Regions from separate parts of the Mus musculus genome. Here regions 1, 2, 4, 5, 6 and 7 are each linked to region 3. Evidence: chromatin contacts called from public Hi-C, HiChIP or PLAC-seq and promoter capture Hi-C data. All regions are on one chromosome and are shown on one strand. The core of a region is the stretch at or near the end of the contact, and the rest is flanking DNA. Distances in the headings are between cores, read along the strand shown. Region 1 overlaps D430042O09Rik (RIKEN cDNA D430042O09 gene). Region 2 overlaps D430042O09Rik (RIKEN cDNA D430042O09 gene). Region 3 holds the start of Xpo6 (exportin 6). Region 4 overlaps D430042O09Rik (RIKEN cDNA D430042O09 gene). Region 5 holds the start of Nupr1 (nuclear protein transcription regulator 1). Region 6 holds the start of Gtf3c1 (general transcription factor III C 1). Region 7 holds the start of Sgf29 (SAGA complex associated factor 29).

Evidence for each region. Promoter capture Hi-C pulls out the DNA fragments that hold promoters and counts their contacts. Hi-C and Micro-C count contacts between places; a contact is called where the count stands out from the background. HiChIP or PLAC-seq counts read pairs in DNA pulled down with a chosen protein or histone mark. Capture Hi-C pulls out chosen DNA fragments and counts their contacts.
Region 1: a promoter capture Hi-C map of cranial neural crest shows a contact between it and region 3. The contact joins the enhancer-like site here to the promoter of Xpo6 in region 3. A contact is called at or near these places in 5 of 39 promoter capture datasets (the 3T3-L1 cell line, cranial neural crest, frontonasal cranial neural crest and 2 more), 1 of 484 Hi-C or Micro-C datasets (the N1E-115 cell line), 2 of 115 datasets of contacts at active chromatin or transcription factors (embryonic basal ganglia and embryonic limb bud) and 1 of 9 other capture datasets (embryonic stem cells).
Region 2: a contact with region 3 is called in a promoter capture Hi-C map of liver, with 2.4 times the contacts expected there. The contact joins the enhancer-like site here to the promoter of Xpo6 in region 3. A contact is called at or near these places in 12 of 39 promoter capture datasets (the 3T3-L1 cell line, the C10 cell line, the HPC-7 cell line and 7 more), 3 of 484 Hi-C or Micro-C datasets (bone marrow-derived macrophages, cardiomyocytes and nephron progenitors), 8 of 115 datasets of contacts at active chromatin or transcription factors (T-cell acute lymphoblastic leukemia, bone marrow-derived macrophages, embryonic forebrain and 5 more) and 2 of 9 other capture datasets (macrophages and pancreatic islet).
Region 4: a contact with region 3 is called in a Hi-C map of the N1E-115 cell line, with 4 times the contacts expected there. The contact joins the enhancer-like site here to the promoter of Xpo6 in region 3. A contact is called at or near these places in 8 of 39 promoter capture datasets (the C10 cell line, the HPC-7 cell line, cranial neural crest and 5 more), 2 of 484 Hi-C or Micro-C datasets (the N1E-115 cell line and cardiomyocytes), 2 of 115 datasets of contacts at active chromatin or transcription factors (embryonic basal ganglia and embryonic forebrain) and 2 of 9 other capture datasets (embryonic stem cells and pancreatic islet).
Region 5: a promoter capture Hi-C map of pancreatic islet shows a contact between it and region 3. The contact joins the promoter of Nupr1 here to the promoter of Xpo6 in region 3. A contact is called at or near these places in 1 of 115 datasets of contacts at active chromatin or transcription factors (embryonic stem cells) and 1 of 9 other capture datasets (pancreatic islet).
Region 6: a contact with region 3 is called in an H3K27ac HiChIP or PLAC-seq map of extraembryonic endoderm stem cells, with 5 times the contacts expected there. The contact joins the promoter of Gtf3c1 here to the promoter of Xpo6 in region 3. A contact is called at or near these places in 9 of 39 promoter capture datasets (the 3T3-L1 cell line, the C10 cell line, HPC-7-derived erythroid cells and 5 more), 2 of 484 Hi-C or Micro-C datasets (cerebral cortex and embryonic stem cells), 15 of 115 datasets of contacts at active chromatin or transcription factors (the 230-238 cell line, the SCID.adh cell line, T-cell acute lymphoblastic leukemia and 11 more) and 1 of 9 other capture datasets (adipose tissue).
Region 7: an H3K4me3 HiChIP or PLAC-seq map of embryonic limb bud shows a contact between it and region 3, with 5 times the contacts expected there. The contact joins the promoter of Sgf29 here to the promoter of Xpo6 in region 3. A contact is called at or near these places in 1 of 39 promoter capture datasets (the HPC-7 cell line) and 1 of 115 datasets of contacts at active chromatin or transcription factors (embryonic limb bud).

Annotation. Positions count from the first base shown.
Region 1 is chr7:125,785,666-125,788,680 of GRCm38.p6, reverse strand. The region is part of intron 6 of D430042O09Rik (RIKEN cDNA D430042O09 gene); the gene reads right to left. Among named protein-coding and RNA genes, the nearest start is that of D430042O09Rik, 79 kb to the right of the region's middle. Within about 2 kb of position 1,425, at least 13 of the 459 cell types and tissues checked have an H3K27ac peak or open chromatin away from gene starts, as enhancers often do.
Region 2 is chr7:125,740,015-125,743,045 of GRCm38.p6, reverse strand. All of the region lies in intron 2 of D430042O09Rik (RIKEN cDNA D430042O09 gene), which reads right to left. Among named protein-coding and RNA genes, the nearest start is that of D430042O09Rik, 34 kb to the right of the region's middle. Within about 2 kb of position 1,390, at least 7 of the 459 cell types and tissues checked have an H3K27ac peak or open chromatin away from gene starts, as enhancers often do. A contact at or near this core is called in liver, where this site is marked.
Region 3 is chr7:126,199,073-126,201,811 of GRCm38.p6, reverse strand. Xpo6 (exportin 6) reads left to right here and starts at 1,311. Exons shown (of 24, transcript NM_001311143.2): 1 at 1,311-1,913. The coding sequence starts at 1,911.
Region 4 is chr7:125,761,930-125,764,685 of GRCm38.p6, reverse strand. All of the region lies in intron 5 of D430042O09Rik (RIKEN cDNA D430042O09 gene), which reads right to left. Among named protein-coding and RNA genes, the nearest start is that of D430042O09Rik, 55 kb to the right of the region's middle. RefSeq lists an enhancer at 1-639. Within about 2 kb of position 1,420, at least 24 of the 459 cell types and tissues checked have an H3K27ac peak or open chromatin away from gene starts, as enhancers often do. A contact at or near this core is called in the N1E-115 cell line, where this site is marked.
Region 5 is chr7:126,623,935-126,626,769 of GRCm38.p6, reverse strand. Nupr1 (nuclear protein transcription regulator 1) reads left to right here and starts at 1,300. Exons shown (of 3, transcript NM_019738.1): 1 at 1,300-1,447; 2 at 1,737-1,880. The coding sequence starts at 1,336. The coding sequence ends at 1,867. The region is part of intron 1 of Gm39087 (a long non-coding RNA gene); the gene reads right to left.
Region 6 is chr7:125,706,191-125,708,951 of GRCm38.p6, reverse strand. Gtf3c1 (general transcription factor III C 1) reads left to right here and starts at 1,264. Exons shown (of 37, transcript NM_207239.1): 1 at 1,264-1,495. The coding sequence starts at 1,275. D430042O09Rik (RIKEN cDNA D430042O09 gene) reads right to left here and starts at 1,082. Exons shown (of 28, transcript NM_001081022.2): 1 at 1,004-1,082. The coding sequence starts at 1,010.
Region 7 is chr7:126,647,953-126,650,741 of GRCm38.p6, reverse strand. It overlaps Sgf29 (SAGA complex associated factor 29), which reads right to left and starts at 1,433. Exons shown (of 10, transcript NM_029339.3): 1 at 1,265-1,433.

The DNA of each region.
Region 1 (3,015 bases), core at 176-2,675, 410 kb after region 3:
TTTAGCTCTTGGCTTTATGAATCAGGATCTCACTACGTTTCCCAAGTTATCTTTGGACTTATCATGTAGCACAGTCTGGCCTAGAATTTGTGATCCTCCTGCCTCTACCTCCTGCTTTCTGGGTTTACAGGAATGTCTCACCATGCCAAGGTATACTTTGCACATTTTAAAATTACTTTCTTCTACATCACTTTCCATAGAACTATGACTAAGAAAATTTTGAATTATACTATGTATGATTCAAATATTGTACAAGAGATGAAAAGCAGGCTCAATAAAGTGCTTATCATGCAAACATGTTTGGATCCCAGAATTTACATAAAAGTTGGGCAGATGAGATTGCTAACTATAATCCCAGCATTTGGGAAGAAGAGACAGGGGACTAAGATAGCTAGCTAGACTAGGCAGAATCAATAAGCTCTGGGCTTAGAGAGAGACTCTCAATGAGCAAAGTGGAGAACGACCAAGGAAAACATCTGCTGACAACTTTGGGCCTATACACAAACACACACAAACCTACACATATGTATGTACATACACACACACACACACACAGAGATATATGCACACACATGTGAACATGCATACACATATGTACATTAATAACACACATATATACTCATGCATGCACACATATGCACATATACCTACACACATGAGCGGCCACATATGTAAACATGCATACATACATATACATATGTAACATACACAAGCAAAAAAAAACCTCAAATAAATATTACACAACCTTGTTAGTTTTCTGGTGTATTTTGCCACCCCTGGATTTTCATTGATGAATTTATCTTCCATGCTAGATGTACTTAGTCCACCACTAAAGGTAAGCCAATGTGTCTTAGAAAGCATGGTGGCAGAGGTGAGAGACCAGCAGCTCAGAGAGCATGTGGTAAGAGGTCTGTTGGACCTGACCTAACCTGGAGCCCCAGACAATCCTCTCAACATCACCATCCCAGCATCTATGCCAGAGCCTGTGCAGAGCAGGGGCTAGCCAGAAGACTCAGAGACAGGAAACAGAATAGGGCTGGATAGAGACCAAATGAGACTGCTGCCGAGGAATGGCTGGGGATTTCTGAGAAATACAGAACACATTCCTGGAGAACTGGAGGCACAGGGAGCCACAAGCCGAACTCAGCAGAAGGCTGCTGTGCGCACTTGTGTATGCATATACCCGAGTCAACCAGGATCTAGCAAGAGGAAGCCTTCCTGCAGGCTGCCATAGTTGCTTTAGTGGGGCATGGGAAGCTAACGTGTGGGCTTTAGGGCAGGATAGCAGAGCACACACCAAAAAGAAATCTTCCGAAGGTCGACAGGGAGTTAACTCTTTGGAGGAGAAGCCAAGGTTCCCCACCTTACAGGAGCGTAGTAGTCACACTCGGGCCCTGCCCCCCTCCCCTGGTAGCAGGAGGCAACAAACAGCACAGGAAGAAGCAAGGACGACCAAGAAGAGACAGCTGCTCTGGTGACTCAGCCCTTTAAAAGATAGGCAACAAACTTTGATTCATTTAATTACAGAAAGAACTAATACCCAGGAAAAGAGAGTTTGACAGGAGAGGTGGAAGCCAACTGTAGAGGCTGGGAGACTGTCATCCCAGAGACACGTACAGGGAGTTCATCCATGAAAAAGAAACAGCCAGCAATCTTACAACTTTTAATTTCATCATTAACATTTCTAGAAAGATAAATTAAGTCGGGAAGAGCACCAAAGGGTGACTAATTAGGTATGCTAGAAATCATGCCAAGTGACTTTATAGGAAAGCACCACACAAAATCCACTGGATGGCGAGGTCTAGACAACATTGTCCAAATCAAGCTCCAGAGGATAAACACCCAGAGAGCAGGCTCAGCTGTTCTGGTTTTCTTCGTTTTTAAATGTTTATGTGCACCAGGGTTTCCTTGCATGTATGTCTGCACACCACATGTATGCAGTGCCCATGGAAGCCAGAAGAACATATCCGATCCCCTGGGTCTGAAGTTACAAATAGTTATGAGCCACCATGTGGTTACTAGGAATGGGACCCAAGTCCTCTGCAAGGGCAGCCAGTGCTCTTAAACACTGAGCCATCTCCCCAGCCTTCTCACCTACCCTTGGTGGGACAAAGACACTGGCGCTGATGTATTCATATAAGTGTAAGATACACTTCACGCAGAGTCATCCTGACATCATCACACACAAAAGGACAAGGATCTAAGCAAATAATGCAAAGCTAAAGAGATGTAAGGGGAAACAGACCATTTGTGAGAATCAGCCTGACTAACAGCAGAGACCTATGGCGGGAATCGCTTGGTGAGCATCACTTACCTCTGAGCCAGAGCATGGGGTGGGCCGATTTGCCAGGCTGCCTGGCCGATGAGCCTTAGATTCTGCCTCTGCAGTGCTGGGAACGACACTGAGCTTTGCACAGGGTTTTCAGAAGCAGGCTCAGAGCTTACTTTTTTTTTTAATTTAAGTTTTTTTTTTTTTTTTTTTTTTTTTTTTTTTTTTTTTACTAATTCACTTTACATCCCACTCATTGCCCTTCTCTCATTCACCCCCTCCCACAACCCTTCCCCCCATCCCTCATCCCCTCCCCTTCTCCTCTGAGAGGGTGACCCCCGGGGTCAGGGTGGGGGGAAATCCCCTCACCCTGCTACTTCAAGCCTCTGTAAAGCTAGGCACTTCCTCTCTCACTGGGGTCAGACAAGGCAGCCCAGCTAGAAGAACATACCCTACAGACAGGCAATAGCTTTAGGGATGGCGACCCCTGCAGTTGTTCAGAATCCACGTGAAGACCAAGCTAAACATCTGCTACATTTGTGTGGGGAGGCCTAGGTTGAGCCAGTGTATGTTCTTTGGTTGTTGGTTCAGACTCTGAGAGCCCCAAGGGTCTAGGTTAGTTGACTGTTGGTCTTCCTGTAGAGTTCCTATCCTCTTCAGGGACCACAATCCTTTCTCCTATTCTTCCATAAGAGTCTCCAAGCTCCATCCACTGTTTGGCTGTGGGTGTCTGTATCTGTCTGAGT
Region 2 (3,031 bases), core at 141-2,640, 460 kb after region 3:
ATATCTGCCCCCATTAGTCCTCTTTGTTTGTTTGTTTGTTTGATTGATTGATTTTTGAGACAATTTTATTCTGTGGCCCAGGATAGCCTAGAACTCACCATGTAGCCAAGCCTAGCCTTGAACTTCTGCTTCAGCTTCTCAGGTGTTGGAGTTATAGGTATGAGTCACCGTGCCCAGTTTTGTTTTGCTTTAGATGAAGGTTATTTTTTTTTTAAATCAGCATATATTTGAACTTTTACATCAGTTAAAAAAAAAAAAACACGAGCCAAAAGCTACCCAGGATAAATCTGAAACACGTATTTTCAGAATATGTGTTTCATATCACTCAGCCATGCACACACATGGAGAATGGTCTAGAAGAACACATGCCAGGTTTCAGTGGCAAGTTACTCCAAGAGGAGTTAGGGAGAGATGGAAAAAACAATCAGCAATCCATCCTGGTTAACAGTAACTTTTTATCTGTAAGCAAGTGAGCTTCATGTGTTACTTAAATAACAAGTCAAATCACCTTCTCTCCTCCAAAACAACCAACAAACAAATGAATAATAAATAAATAGGATCGGTGGCTCTTTAGTTCCAGACAGACTTCAGAGTATCACTGCTGCTCCCTCTGCAACAGAATGATGGAGATGTTGTGTACTGCTGCTGGCCACCTTTCTACCATCCATTCCCCTACAACCTCTCGCACCTTTAGACCTTCCTTTCATTCCATTCTTTCCCATACACCCTATCCAACATCACAGCCACTAGCCCCTTCCCAGTACCATCCACTGCTGCCCCTAAACAGCCACCCGCTTCTCTGCTTGGGCTCCACAGTGGCTCACCTGAATCCCCCGCTCTAGCCTATGCTCCCTCTGCAGATCTTCTGTTTCCCAGAGATCCCTGTGGCTTATCACTTCTTTCTTCTAAGCTCATTCCTCAACAGGGACTTCCTCAAGACCTGACCTAATAACTTCCACACTCCATGCAGCCTCAAGCCCAGCCCAATTGTTATTCTGATGTCCTTTATATTTCATTTATTGCTCAGAGTCTGTCTCCAAACATGATGGCATATATCAAAGGTGAAGGAATAAACGGATGAATGATCAGAGTCTTCATCAGCAAGCCATCGACCCTGTGTGCTATGTGTTCTCTTCTCACAGGGGACTGCTTGTGGCCCCTGTGCTCTTGCTTGCAGTTGAGGCTGATTCTGTTCTTCTCCTCTCCCTTTTTACCCCACTAATGCTGCTCAGTGCCACTTCTTCCTGAAGCCCCTGCCCTTCAGGCTAAAGACTTTCTTCCCCTGACCCTGCATGATTAGGAAAGCCCAGTGCTCTGAGCTGGGTAAAGGATTTCCCGAGGGTTTTGTGTGCACTAGGTCACAAGATCACCTTGACTGTAGAGCAGCTGTTGCTAGTCTCCCTGTTCTCCAGCTGCAGAAGGTGCAACACTGAGCCAGCCAAGAGGGGGAGGAAGTGGTGGAGCTAGAGCCTAGCCTTGCTGACTCCATGGTCTCCATGAAACTCGAAGTTCTGAGACTTCTGCAAGGACAAGGTGCCAAGCAAGCTGTAGAGAATCAACCATGGCTCCCACTGAGTCTTGACAGGGGCTGACATCACAGACCCCAGACACTGGCCAGCATTTCCTGACACCACAACTAGCCTGAGGACCTTTCACTTGTCAAATAAAAACAAGCAGCTGGACTGTGGACTCAACCCTGTTTTGTTTGCCACAAGGTCACAGCCTAAGATTCCTGGAAACTGGTCAAGACCTGTGACCATGCTGCTTGCTATGGATGGCCCAGGAGCAGAAACATGGCCAATAATCCTGGTAAGTTTGGGTTAGAAGGTCTAGGAAGAATTTCATAGACTCTCTCACCTTCCTTCTTTCCTTCCCTCCCTCCCCCTCCCTCCCTCCCTCCTTCCCTCTGTACCCTCCCTCCCTTTCTCCTTCCCTCCCTCATTTAGCCCAGATCTTCTTGCCTGTGCCTCCTGTGTGCTGCTGGGATTGGAGACCTGACTACCCTTCTCAGAGGGTAAACACATTTAGAAGTCACTGGATTTTCTGTCAGATGAACTAAGAAAGCAGGAAGGCTAAATTAGTCATGGTGGCGTCTTCCTATAATCCTAGCAACTTAGAATGATGAGGCAGGAGGATTAGATAAGTTTAGGCCTGTCTGGGCTATAGAGTAAATGCCATTAGACCAGTGAGATCTACATGGCAAGACCTCTTCTGAAGAGAAAAAAAAAAGAAAATGTGAGAAATAAATAAGTAAGCCAGAAAGCTGGCCTGCACTAAGCACGAAGAATGCTGCAGTAAGAACAAGCTATCAAAACAGAAATTGCAGAAAGAGGAATTCCTGGGAGCTCGCAGATCATGACCCTCCCTACTATTGGCTTCTGAAAAGCAACCCCTCTTCAGAGCCTTGCATTGCAGTACACAGCCCCTTTCTGCTGCCTCCAGATAGTTTTTTTTTTTTAAATTCAAGTCCTGAGTAATGCAATACTTTGCAGAGGTACTGTAAGAAATAATAGCATTACATGAAAAACACTTACCTCAGTGCCTGGCCATGGTAAATAACACCCACCATGTGGTTGCTAATATTATCATAATCAAGCCACAAGGACATACTATTACAGGAACTGAACAGATTAATCATCTTACCCTGCCATCTAAATTACTCTTCCTGGGAAGGGTGGCATGCCATGGGACTTTGTCCTTGGTCCCATCTCAGATCATAATTTTATCAATGGCTGTTAGAGGCTGTTTATAAAGTCTGAGGATGACATCTAGATGGGAGACAAAAAAAAAAATGGATGACGGAATCTAAGTTCAGGACAATTTTGACAGGCTAGAGATGGACCATGGAAGGTTTGATAGACTGCATTGGGAAGGGAAAGGTCCCAGACAAGGGGAGGTAGTGGGAGGGGAAACATGACTGAAGGAAAGTTCACTGGAATGAAGATGGAGTATAAAGTCAACAGTATGAAGCTGGGGAGATGGCTTTATGCTGTGCAAGCATAAAGACCTGAGTTCCAATCCCTGGCACAAA
Region 3 (2,739 bases), core at 62-2,561:
TTTCTCCTTCTTCAATTGGGTTTTGTTTTAGTCACTGTTTTATTGCTGTGAATATATACCATGACCATGACAACTCTTGTAAAAGAAAGCATTTAATTGGGGGCTTGCTTCCAGTTTCAGATGGTCCGTCTATCATCATGGCAGGGAACAGGTCGACATGCATGGTACTGGAACAGTAGCTAAAAGATACATCTGATTCACAAAAGGAGACTGGGTTTGCCATTGGCTTTTTTTTTAAATGTTTATTTATTTATTTATTTATTTATTTATTTATTTATTCTATGTAAGTACACTGTAGCTGTCTTCAGACACTCCAGAAGAGGGCATCAGATTTTGTTACAGATGGTTGTGAGCCACCATGTGGTTGCTGGGATTTGAACTCAGGACCTTTGGAAGAGCAGTCGGTGCTCTTAACCACTGAGCCATCTCACCATCCCTGCCATTGGCTTTTGAACTCTTTTTTTTTTTTTTCTGAGACAGGGTTTCTCTGTGTAGCCCTGGCTGTCCTAGAACTCACTCTGTAGACCAGGCTGGCCTCGAATTCAGAAATCTGCCTGCCTCTGCCTCCCAAATGATAGGACTAAAGGCAAGCTCCACTACTGCCCGGTGACTTTTGAACTCTTAAGGCCCACCCCGAGTGACACACATTTTTCCAACAAGACCACACCTAATCATTCTAATCGGTTTCAAATAGTGCCACTTCTGATGACTAAGCTTTAGATATGGGATAGGCATTCTTATTTAAACCAGTACAGGTTCTGAGGATTGAACTTAGATTGGGTTGTCAGACATAGTGGCAAGTACCTTTAAAGGCTGAGCCATATCCCATAAAAACTTATTTTATTTACATGCATGTTTGTGTACCTATATATGTGTATGCTATGTGAGTATGGGTGCAGGTGTCTCCAGAGTCCAGAAGAGGGTGTTGAGTCACCTGGTGTTGGAGTCTGGAATTAGGGATGAAGCCAATTTAGATCGTGACACTAAGTGTTTCAATTTCATCCTGTGACACTTTCTGGTCCTAGGACCCAGAACTGTGGACTGAATGAATAAGATCCCAGGAGAGCACAGACCAGCATCGCCGAACTTCTAGTCCGGTGTCAGGGTCCGGAAAGATGCTCAGAAAAGATTTGCGGAATGAATGAGTGAAAAGAAACGAAAGGGAAACCTTTCCTTTACCAAAATGGCCGCGTGTCCCTTTACCAACGCGGCGGTCCCTGGCCTCTTGGGCGGGGACGTGGTGGGCGGGGCCAGTGAACAGTCAGGTGCGGCCCCGCCCTCCTCTGCCCTCACTTGATTCCGGATTGGTCCGGTTCCAGCGCCGCAGCAGGCCGCGGGCTGAGGGGCCGCCTGGTGCTCGCCACTTCCGGCGCGTTGGGCTGTTGGCAGAGGGTGGCCGCGAGGGGCGAGCCGCGGCTACTGGTGGCGCGCAGGGATGCGGAGGGAGCCCGCCGCGAGGACAGAGGTGGCGAGGACAGCAAGGGCCCGCGGGCCTCTCTCCTGAGCCGGCCGCGCCGCCCAGGCCCAGGCAGCCTCTGCCCCTTCAGTCTCGGCTGAGGCCCGTCGCCGCCTCGGGCCGCGGAGGCCGGGGAGTCCCTGCCTGGGCCCGCAGCCTCCCTCTCGGGGGTCGGGCCCAGGCGGGGGGCCTCGTGTAGCCGCCTCTGAACCCCATTTTCTGCTTTTGCGTTTCCCCGGGGTGGGCCGAGGTCTGGATGAATCGCTTCGGGGGGTCCCCGAAGGGGCCCGTGTGCTCCTTTTAAAGGTGCCGGCGGGGCCCGGGTAGGGAACCGGTTGTCTTTGCATGGGCGGGGGACTCCCCGAGCCTGCCGGGACCATGACCTGAACTGTGCGAGCGGGACACGACGGATCCCAAGAGCTAGCTCACCTGAGCCATCCCCTTCCCGGCCAGCATGGTGAGTGGGTCCAGGGACCGGGTTGGAGGGGTGGCAGTGGGCCTCAGAGCAGCTGAGCCATCTCTTCTTCCCTGAGGCGGGGAGAGGCGCGTGCGAGCCTGGCCGGTGACACATGCGTGCAGGGTGTGCAACCGGCTGTACGCTCCCATTGCCCCCACCCCCACCCCCACTGGATGTCTTGAGTAGCGCCACGGATACAACCCCCTGCCTCACTGTTGGCTGTGCCCTTGTGCAGCAAGTCGTGATTATCAGTATCATTTATTTATTGATGGCATACTGTGTGTCATTTCCTTTGCTAAGTCAGTGGTATGTATTTTGTTAGTATATCAACCCCCTGATTGGAAATGGGGGATACTTGAGGCAAGAAGCAGTTAATTACTCTGCCCAAGGTCAGTTGACTCTTTTGGGTTAGTAGCACTATTTGAACATAAGCAATCTGTTATAGAACTGGCTGGATTTTTGGAGACCATCTGTCCAGCGGTAGGTTTGCGTTTGCAGAAATCTAAAGTAGTATTTGTAGAGGTTACTGGTTACGGATACAGACGATGGCAGAGTCAGCAGTGGGGTCTTTGGACATCTTGGTTGCTGTTCTTTTTGTTTTCTGCTCTGGCCTTTTCCTTGGAAAACTATGCATACTTTCAGGTCCCACTAAAAAAAACCTCTCTGAAAGGAAAATACCTCCTCTTCTTGCAGGCTTTTTAGCTTTTCCATAGTCCTTGGGGTTTGTGTACTCAGAGCAGTTGGTTGAGTGCTTGTCTTTTGCCATTTTAATGTTTCTGAGCCTTATCTGCCCATCACAGTAGGCAAGGTGAAGTTAGTCCTCTGA
Region 4 (2,756 bases), core at 171-2,670, 440 kb after region 3:
CATAAGTTCCAGGGCAGCAGGGCTGGCCTGCTTCACTTGCAGCTCTCAGACCGCAGTAAGGATCCAAAACTTTGATGTGCTCCATAAATGGCCAGGACTGAACAGAGGGAGTGAGGTCAGACATAAGAATGAAGTGCCAGAAGAGACATCTCAGCAGTCAAGAGAGACTGATATGCAGCCATGAGGACTGAGGTTTGGAATCTAGCACATGGAACAAGAATGGCCTCCAGAGCAAAGGCACAGCAGAGTGTGGTGGGAAGGTGTCAGCACCTTCCAGCTCTGACAGGGCAGAGACAGGAGGATGGCGAGTGCTTGATAGGTTCCAGCCTAGAGAAAATGCAAGCCCGGGTTCATTTAAAGAGAGACTGATTCCATGGAATAGGCAGAGAGTGATAGAGAAGTATGCCTGGTGCCTTCTTCTGGCCTTTGCATACATGCATGTCCCTCACAAATAAAATAAATACATAAGTAGAAAGGAGAGGATGAAGAGCCTGGAAACTCCAGACTGAGAAGCCCTCGACACCTGCCCTCCATTTATTCCAACACTGACCAACACAACCCTTTACCAGCTCTGTGCCAGGCGTGGCAGGAACCTCCACAGACTGAGTGATCCTCAGCAGCTACCTTCTGAGGCAGGTAACCTACTGACCACCTTCTAGATTAGAAAGCAGACAGCGTGAGGGCGTGAGGACGGGTGGTAGAACCAGAGCGCTGCAAGCACTGACCTCATCCTAGCCTCATCATCTGCCATTAGGGCACCTAGCTGAAGAAACACACCACTTAGAGACCACACACCGCACACATGCCTTCCCAACAGCGGCAGGAGGTTGTGATGATTATAAAGGCAAAGCTCAGGGAGGTCCATTACCGGCTCCAAAACACACACCAAAGAAGCAGCCTAAAGCCCATTCTCTTCAATTCCCAGGAGCCTCATTCAAATGCCCTGAAGAGCCAGCTGGGGAGAGAAAGTAAGGTAGGAAAACCAATCCATAAGCCAGATGCCATGTGTCTGCTCTGCCAAGCTGCTGAGACACAGAGGGTGATACGCCATGGACTCCCACTGCAGTTCCTCATGGCTCAGGCTCTGTGTGCACAGGAGGTCCAACATCACATTGTCACCGACAGGGAGAACAGATGTGAGGAGGGGAGGAAAGGGATGGGTCACTGCTATTTCTAAGCACTATCCTCAAGGCCACAGGTTTTTCAACTGCATCCCACACTGGCCCCCAGACAACAGAATAGGATCTGTCTTGGCATCCCTGAGGCTGTGTCCCCACTCTCCCAGCTGTCCTGGGCAGCAGCTCTCCTGGAGGCCGGGGCAGACATGTGGGCAATGTGGGCTGAAGGCCTCCTGCAGCCTGCCCAGCTCACCAGCCCCAGGACCATGCATGCACACTCAGCCTGAGCTTTCTACTCAAACAGCAGTCCCTATTGTTAGGCACTGAGTGACCCCTGACTGCTGCAGTGCAGAAGGGCAATTATAGCAGAGCGGCTTTGGGAGGCAAGGGGAAATTAGCCCTGATTAAGTCTTGTGAAGTGGGGAGCCACAGGAGAAATGGGAGGGATGCTAATTAATCTTAGGCCAAGCCTTTTAAATTGCACAGACTCTGGGGCCAGCCATTAAGTCACAGTCTAAGACACAAATATGGCTCGTGATAATAGGAAGCACTCCAACAAGCAGAAGAGCTGTGTAGAGTGAGGCAGGCAAGAAAGGCCTCATTAACAAGAAATTAACATTCATGGCTGGGGACAGACACAAGCGCCCAGGCTGGTGCCCTGTGGGCCTGCTCTTCAGACCCCAGCTACAGGAGACACAACTGTTTCCAATGAACATAGCAGGAAGATGCTGTCAGTACAGCAACAGGTCCAATCCACACCCCAACCCAGCCTCTTCCCTTAGAGGTCATGTGACCCTGAACAAGTGTCTTTGGCTCTCTGGGCCTCAATTTCTATGGCAGCACCATGAGGACATACATCAACCAATTGAGTGTTGTGAATTGCTAGGTGGCAAGCACATGAAAGCCTTTACTGCAGTCTACTGTAAAATGCAAGTGGCCGATGTTCCCCATACATAGATCAGTAACAACGACTCTGCCAATCTCTGTTGTAAAAGGCCATCCTAATGTGCAAAACATGTGACAGGAACTAAGACCACATGACCCAACCTCAAGTACATACTTGGCACAGTGACACTTGGGTACACTCAGCAGCTCCATATATAGACATCTCCAAAGGGAAGCTAGCAAGGGATCATAGCAAGGCCTAGTTGGGCAGGAATACAGAACTCAGAGCTGAGTCTGATTCTTCCACTTCTTAGTCATGGGCTTGAGTGGTCCCTGAGATTTTCTAAGCATCTCTCTCCTCTGCTCTCACATAAGAGAGGAAGCCTGAGAAGCCAGGCTGTGAGTGTAAAAGGCAGAAGCCAGGCTGTGAGTGTAAAGGGCAGAGGGGCTATGTGTAGCTGAGACAGTGCTAGGACTCAGAACGTTGGCAGCCATCTAAATGGGCCCCTCAGTTCACCAGGGCAGGTTCTGTCCGAATGACTTGCTTTGTCTATGCCATGCCTCACAACTAGTAGGTAGTCGATAAAAAGCAAGATGATAAATGAGCCCTCAAGAATGAGCATGGGTCTGCTCTTACTATACTCCCTTGTGGGCTCCAGAGGTCCCAGGCAGAGGGAGGACCCTGCAGCAGAGCAGGTACCCCAGGAGCCAGTCCATGCAGAGGGTACCCTACAGGGTCCAGAACAGTCACCA
Region 5 (2,835 bases), core at 51-2,550, 420 kb before region 3:
AAACAAGGCAGGGGGTATCAAAGCACAAATACCTGTTTATTTCATTCTGCCCTCAATATATTATTTAAATTTTAGAAGTCACACGTATTTATTGTGTGTGTACATGGATAGGAATGTGAGGGTCAGAGGACAATTTATGGGACATTTTTCTCTCCCATACTGTATGGGTCCTGGAAACCGATAAACTCAGGTTGTCAGGCTTGGTGGCAAGTACTTTACCCATTGAGTCATCTTGCCAACACACAATATTTTATTTTAAATTCCTTTTCTCCACCCTTTTTTTTTTTGAGGGGGGAGGGTCAAGGCAAGGGCACTGTATGGGAACCCATGGGAAGTTGTGACTAATCCTTACACTGTTCCCGCTTGTGAAGGTTTTCCAGGCCTCATGAGTCTGCAACCTCTCACCAACAGAGCCAGATAGAGTTATCCTCTGTTAAAGGGGGAACCTGAAGCAATCAGAGAGGGAAAGTGACGTGTCCAAGGTCACACAGCAGGAAACACTGGATCTGAGCTGACTTGTGATCCCAGCATTTAGGATGAGGAGGCCAGAGAATTGCAAGTTCAAGGGCTAACCTGGGCTCCATAGAAGGATTCTGTCAGAAAGAAAGGTAGAGGGAGGTGGATCAGGAATCAGAGTGTGGAATCCAGGGTATTTGCTGTCTCTACCAGCTAGCTATCCTCCATCTTGCATGAGGAAGAAGTCCCTGGGGACTCTGTTGAAGGGGACTTTTCACAAAAATAGAAGCCTTGGGTGTGACAGGAACTGCTGACCAAGCAAGAAGTGGGTCAGTGTCCCTCCTCCCTCCCTTTTCAGTATGTATGCTGCCACTACCTCCTGAATCTGAACCAGACTACAGTGTGTGTGTGTGTGTGTGTGTGTGTGTGTGTGTGTGTGTCTGTCTGTCTGTCTGTCTGTCTGTCTAACTATGACCCAGGCCCAGGAGGGGCTTGTGGCAGAGGCTGAAATGATAGGAAGGACTGGCCTATCTGAGGCCCTCTGCTCTCCCTGGCCAATATCCCAAAGACTGTGCCCAGATCCTGTCTGCTTCCTCCGCCCCTGAGGCGAGAGCTTTCCACGTGGAAAAACACAGCTGTGCTTGGGTGAGTCCTGTGAGGGAGGAGGGAGGGGAGGGTGCTCCTCTCTGCTCAGGACTGCTGTCTATGGGCCCAGTTCTGGGAAAGGGCCAGATTGCATCAGACAGGGCTTGGAGGGCGGGGGCCAACCCCGTGGTTTAGGGAGGAGACAGCGTTATAAGTAGGGTGAGAAACTGGGAGAGGGCAGACATTCAGACAAGGAGACACAGGCAAGACTTTGGAGAGAGCAGACTAGGCATAATGGCCACCTTGCCACCAACAGCCAACCCTTCCCAGCAACCTCTAAACCTAGAGGATGAAGATGGAATCCTGGATGAATATGATCAGTACAGCCTGGCCCATCCCTGTGTCGGTAAGGTTTTCGTGGTAGCTCCTTGGTCAGCCCATCTGCTTCTCACTGGGTACCCCGGTTTACCTTTCCTAGCTAATCTATTCCCAACTCCCAAGTAACCCCTTCTAGTCTCATCTACTGAGTTCTGTCTCCCTTAGCCCCAAGAACTCACAAGTGAGCATCTCTCATTCTATACTTGAGTAAACAGCAAGGATAGAGTGCTTCAGACGTGAAGACGTGACCGCCCCACTCTGGCCATTTATATGCCTGTCCTAACCTCACACACCTCCTCTACCTCCTGCTCCACCAGTCGGGGGAGGTCGGAAAGGTCGGACCAAGAGAGAAGCTGCTGCCAATACCAACCGCCCTAGCCCTGGCGGGCATGAGAGGAAGCTGCTGACCAAGTTCCAGAACTCTGAAAGGAAAAAAGCCTGGCGCTGAGACGGAGCTGGAGGTGAGTCGGGAGAGCCGGGCCTAAGTGTGCCGAGCGGGAAGCGGGGAGCCAAAAGCTGGTCCTGGTGAGATGGCGCTGCAGGTAGAGGCTCTTGCAGGCAAGCAGGACAACCTGTGCTTGATCTCTGGGACTCGAGTGATGAAAGGGGAGAGAACCAACTGCAAGCTGTGTTCCCAGGGAGCCCTGCAGATAGATGTCCAGGCAGGGAAGTGATAAGAATGAAAACCCCATTCAGACCGAATTCCATCAGCTTGGATCAGATTTCAGGGCATCTAACGCCAGGCGGTTCACTGTCAGCATATTTAAAACACAGTACAATTTGGGAAGAGGTTTCTAGGCAACAGTCAGGTCCATCAGTTCAATTCCAGGAGCACAATAAAGCTTGAGGTGTGACTACACTGAAACTCCATGAGGGTGGGTTCTAGAGCTAAAGGCCTAGAATCTAGAGTGGTCTCTGACCAATAGCATGGAGGTCATCAGGCAGATGTGACATCTCTCCTAAGAGTGGGTAATGGTCTAGGGAGGGGAGAGTCTGGGATTATCATTCTGGAGAACTTGAGTGAGGTCGGCTTCTATAGCAAAAGCTGGGGAGGTCTGACTCCACACAGAGCCAAAAGCTCACCAGGTTGTTAACAAAATCCACTCTCAGATTTCTGAGTGGAATGCAGGTATTTGACTTTATCTCCTGCATTGAGGAGACACACGGCATGATTAAAACTTCTGGTTCTTAGTGCTTCTCTTGAGTACAAGGACCTCTGTGCCCCCAATGTCCACCGACTTCCATATGCTCAAAGTAGCACACGAGAATACGCATGTGCGCACATGCATGCAAACACATTGGCATATCAATAAATGAAAAAAATAGTGTTGGCCGGACAGTGGTGGCACACGCCTTTAATCCCAGCACTTGGGAGGCAGAGGCAGATGGATTTCTGAGTTCAAGGACAGCCTGGTC
Region 6 (2,761 bases), core at 15-2,514, 490 kb after region 3:
AAAGGCACCCTTTAAGCAGATGTAACACATTCGATGGTAACATGTCTTTCCATGCTACATCCACTGGCTTTCACAGCAATGCAGAAGGAAGGGGCAGTAATGAACTGTGAAGCAGCACAGACCCTTCCAGTCTCCTCAGACATCAGTGTTCCCATCTGAAAAGCTGGATATCAGAACAGCTATTCCCAGGGAGCGCCTGAGTGTCCACAGTGATTCTAACCAGGCTGCCTTTAGCCTTACGACTGACTAACTAACTGGCTATCATAGTTTGAGACTTGCTCCTAAAAACAATCTGCTTCTGTACAGATTGGCAACTGGTTTATCAGTCACAGCCCACCAAACTTGCTCCCGTAGACATGTGCACTGGCAAGCTCTGGAATGGAAGGCTTCTAAAATATTTTTTTTTTTCAGATTTTAAACTCCCATCGTCCAGGAGTCTTACTCATGCTGTCTCTTGATTAGCTATTTGACTTTGGCCAGGCAAAGTGGCCTGCCTTGTCTGAGCCTCAGCTCCCTCGCCTGTAAAATAAGTGACTATCCCAAAGGACTGCTGTGAAACGTTTGCACTTGTCAGTAGCTACAGAAACCCTGGCACCGAACAGTACTCAGTTCACGTGAGTTATCAACAATACCGAAGCACATAAAACTCTTCCCAGCCCTTTCCCTCCACTCCTGATGCCAGGAGCTGACAAACGTACTCCCAAGGGACACGCTTACCGCCAACCAACTTCGACATTCCCATCGCCCATCCCAGGACCCCCGCAATCCTCCTCACGCCTCCCCCGCGCCAATCTCTTCCCCGTCCCCCCTCCCTAAGTCTGAGAGAGGGACTCCTACAAAACCACTCCCAGCCGTGGTCCCCATCCCGCACCGCCAGAACCTTCCCCTCAGGCTGGACACCATCCTGGGCCGGGGTCCCTGTGGCTAGGCGTTCCTCCCTGAGACACCTCCGAGGGATGAGGGACGGCCGCCCAACCTCCCGGCGGGGCCCACGGACACTAACCGTCCATCCCTAGAGGCGGCGGTTCCGGCCTCCCGAACCGGAAGCGGCCCTGACAGTGTTTGCAGTTCCCCTGGTTACTACGGGGTTCCGGACCAATGGAGGAGGAACTCTGATCATTGAGCCCGCCCTCGGGTAGCGTGACGTCACGGCGGAGCGCTGGGACTCCCCATCAGTCCTCCCTAGGCCTCGGATCGCTGTACGCAGGCGCATTGGGCCCTGGCCTCGGCGGCGAGGTGCGCAGGCGCCCCGGGCGCTGCTAACTGAAGCGGCCATGGACGCGCTCGAGTCGTTGTTGGACGAGGTGGCCCTGGAGGGGCTCGACGGCCTGTGCCTGCCCGCGCTGTGGAGCCGCCTGGAATCCCGCTCGCCTGCCTTCCCATTGCCTCTGGAACCCTACACGCAGGAGTTTTTGTGGCGGGCTTTAGCCACGCACCCGGGCATCAGTTTCTACGAGGAGCCGCGAGAGAGACCTGACCTGCAGCTCCAAGACCGGTCAGCCACCAGGGGTGGGGCGAGGGCTGAGAGCCTGGAGCGGGGCAGGATGGTGCGATGCAGAACGGGGACCGTGGGACGTGGGGGATGGGCGCGGGAGGCGAGCAAACCTGAGCTCTGCGCCCTAGCAGGCCGGAGTAGATGAGCTGGGGGATGGGGTATCCGCTGTGACGGAACTGTTTCCCAGTGTGTTAAAGGAGCGAGTCTAAAGAGTTCCTTTAAGTTGGGTGATAGGACGGGAGTAGGAAAGTGGTTAAAAAGTGGGACTAGGTGAGGTCCTTCAGGGACCTTTAGGGAGCGTTCGTTCCGAAAGCTAAGGCAGCTCACTGGAGGTCTGCATAGCCCCGAATAGCAGTGAAAGAGTAGCCGAGGTGGACTGGGCGCTTCCCATAGGTGGGTTCCAAGACCCAGTTCTGGAAGCGACAGAACTCAGTTCCGCGACACTGAGCGAGACACTATTGTCTTTTCATTTTACAGAGGAGGAAACTGACGCCGAGAGGTTAAGGGATTAACCTTAGGTTAAGTACAGGATTCAGGGATTGCTAAATGCACTTTTCCCTTCTCCTATCTGTCCTTCTCCAGGAGCAGAATCCAGCTCCTTGCATGCTCTGCCCTTAGCCTCAGCCCACCCCTTACTCCCCTGTACAAGTTTTTGTTAAGAAAGGGCTGACGAGCTGGTCTTGGTGTTACACGCCTTTAATCCCAGCACTTGCGAGGCAGAGGCAGGCGGATTTCTGAGTTCGAGGCCAAGGCTACACAGAGAAACCCTGTCTCGAAAAACCAAAAAAAAAAAAGAAAAGAGAAAAAAAGAAAAAAAAAAGAAGAAAGAGCTGACAATACAGTTCAGTGTGATTTCATATCATACCCGCTTGCCTCTGCACTCTAGCACTTGGGTTACAGGCATGCCCTACCATGCCCTGCAAGTTGGAACTCTTAAGCTATATTATGAAGGTCAGAGGAGGTTCTAGAGGTAATAATGAACCAGATAAGTTTAGATTTAGGCGGCCACTTGGCAGAGTGCTCTGAACAAGCAACACCAAGTAGAATAGCTTAACGGGAGAGAAGTGAACTGCGTGCGCCTGAAGAGTACGCTTGGAAGCAGGGAGCGTGGAAAGTTTTACAACACCCTGAAGAGGAGGCTCAGGGGGTGAAGTGGGCATCCACTAGGATTCCAGGAAATTTAGGTCCAGGATCTACTCTGCCCTTGACTAAACTGTCTGAGAAAGAACCTGTGATCATCTAGTCCACTTGATGAAGCTGTCCTTT
Region 7 (2,789 bases), core at 184-2,683, 450 kb before region 3:
ATTACAGATGGTTGTGAGTCACCATGTGGTTGCTGGGAATTGAACTTAGGACCTCTGGAAGAGCAGTCAGTGCTCTTAACTGCTGAGCCATCTCTCCAGCCCCCTTCCTTCCTTTGGATCCCTCCACACCACATGGCATGCTGTTTGGCTTTAAGGCTGACATCCTTCTGCCTATTACTGCCTACTGCCTAGCAGTAATAAATAAAAGAAATCCATTTCATCTAAATTTGAATTGAGCCTAAGATTTGGTCTTTCCCTGTGGATTCTAACACCACAACATTATACTGATCTACAAGATGTAAATTTGAGGGCCAGTGAGATAGCTCAGCAGATTCAAGTGCTTGTGCCAAGCCTGATACCCCGAGTTCCATCCTAGAAGCCTACATGATGGAAGGAGAGAACTCCTGAAAGCTGTCAATTGACCTCCACAAAAGTGCCATGGAATGAACATGCCTGCCTTCACACACACCAAATATTTTTACAAGATAGAAACGAGAGCACCAAAATAAATTTTATTTTTATTTAAAGTGTGAAATAGACAATGTCCAAGGAGGGAACAGAAAGAAAGGCAAGATGAAGAAGGGTTTATGTATTTTGATGGTACAACCGTTAAAGATGAAGCAATGGAAGCAGGAGTTCTTTAGAGGAGAACCGAGGCAATGAAAGAGGATGCTACCAATCCTGTATCACTGAACTTCGGAATCCAGAAGTCAAGGTGGCTTTGTTAGAGCTGTTTCTGTGAAACAGCATGAGTCAAAGCCTCCCTAGAGAAAGCTGAACATTGACAGGTAGGGGAAGGTGCTGATGAGTAGACGCAGACGTCCTAGGATACATGTGTCAGCCAACACAAGAGTGAGCTGGAGAGTGGATGAAGTTACTGTTGTGAAAATGGACACCTTTAGAGCATGTGCAGTCTGTAATCTCAGCACTCGGGATTGGGGGAGGAGGACTGCGATCTCACGGCCAGGTTGGGCTACCAAAAACTAAGCTTTTGAGAAAGTAGTAAAATGTGCTGATGTCTGGGACTCACATCAGCTGCCGGCATCTAGACTAGCCAGCTCCAGCCGCTTCCCACCTCTTCAGAGAGGTAGGGCGCACGCGCAAGCCCCAGGGCGCCGGCTCCCACAGCCCCGCCCCCTTCCCGTCCAGGGCGCGTGCGCGTCTCCTCAGACGCCGCCTCGGCGAGCCGGGCGCCGGGCAGGAACGCTGGCCTTTCGTTCCCGCGCTGCTTGGAGGTACCTTGCCATGGCCCCGTCCCACCTACCGAGCACAGGAAGAAACAGCACGTCGCGCTGGTAACTGCGATGGCGGGAACAGGCGAATCCCTGGAACGTTTCCTCACAGGGTAGTCTCGCACTTGCGTTCGAAGGTTCGCGGCGCGTCAAGAACCACACACGCTGTTTCTCTTATGAGCGCGGTCGAGCGCGGAGGACTCCTCTGCGCATGCCGGGTACTTCTCTGTGACGTGCTGCATTGCACTCTGGGAAACGTAGTTCTTACTTCGACACCTGTGCTTTGATGTACTTAATCATGATTTAATAGATCAGAGTCAAAGGAACAGAAAAGCATGCGTGAAGCCTCGCTTCGCATGTGAAAGGTGATGGGAGCGGATCCTCTGCACCAGAAGAAAACAACAACAAAACCACATCAGATTGTTGGGGATGAGGAGGGAGGGCCCCAGGACGCAGATGAGAACTCTGTACTTTAAGCTGAAATTTGCCGTGAATTTAAAATGTATCTGAAAATATTTTTAAATTCCAAATAAGCAGTTTTAGGTTTAGTACTTGTATTTTACAGAATCTTCCCAGCAAATAAAAGATTTGGACATGCAAACATTTAGCTACATCTTTGGATACCTACCCTGTGGATGCCTGCCCAGTTAGTGCAGTGGTAGGACACTTGCTTAGCATGGTCCCGGGCTCAGTCCCTAGGGACTGCTCCCACCCTAACTATCCTAATATTTCGTACATAACACCTAAAAAAATCAATATGGTTTGGTGGTTAAGAGCAAGTACTGCTCAATCGTGAAGACCAGAATTAGAATGCCAGCACTTGGGTCAGCTGGCTCAGACTGCCTGTAACTCCAGCTCCAAGGGATCTAATGCCCTCTTTTGGCCTCTGAGGGCACTGCACAGGTGCACATACACATATACATACGCCTGGACATAGAATAAAAATATTTTTGAAAATCTTTTAAAGTTTATAATTACATATTGTTATTCTCTGATAGAATTACAAATGCTATAAGGTCAAGATCATTAGACATTCCCAGTACATAGCACTGTGCCTGGCATACAACAAGCTATCAGATATTTTTCTATTAGGAAACCTTACATTTTAACACTGAAACTATTTTAGCCCCTAGACTAGCAAAGAAATTAATGTATATATATATATATATATATATATATATATATATATATATATATATATATATATGTGTGTGTGTGTGTGTGTGTGTGTGTATACATATATATATATATGTGTGTGTGTGTGTGTGTGTGTGTGTGTGTATGTATATGAATGAGTCTGGGGAGATGCCGAGCAATCAAAAACATGTACTGCTTTTGCAAAGAGCCCGTGTTCAGTTCCCAGTGCCTACAGTAGTGGCTTATAACGATCTGCAATTCCAGCCCCAAGGGTACTGATGTGCTGTCCTCTGGCACCTGCACTCACGTGCACATACCCACACGGAGACACATACTTTTTACAGTTTGAAAAAATAATTTTCTTTCATTGAATCTGTATGTCTAGTCAGTTGTCCTGGTTAATTTTAACAACTTGACAGG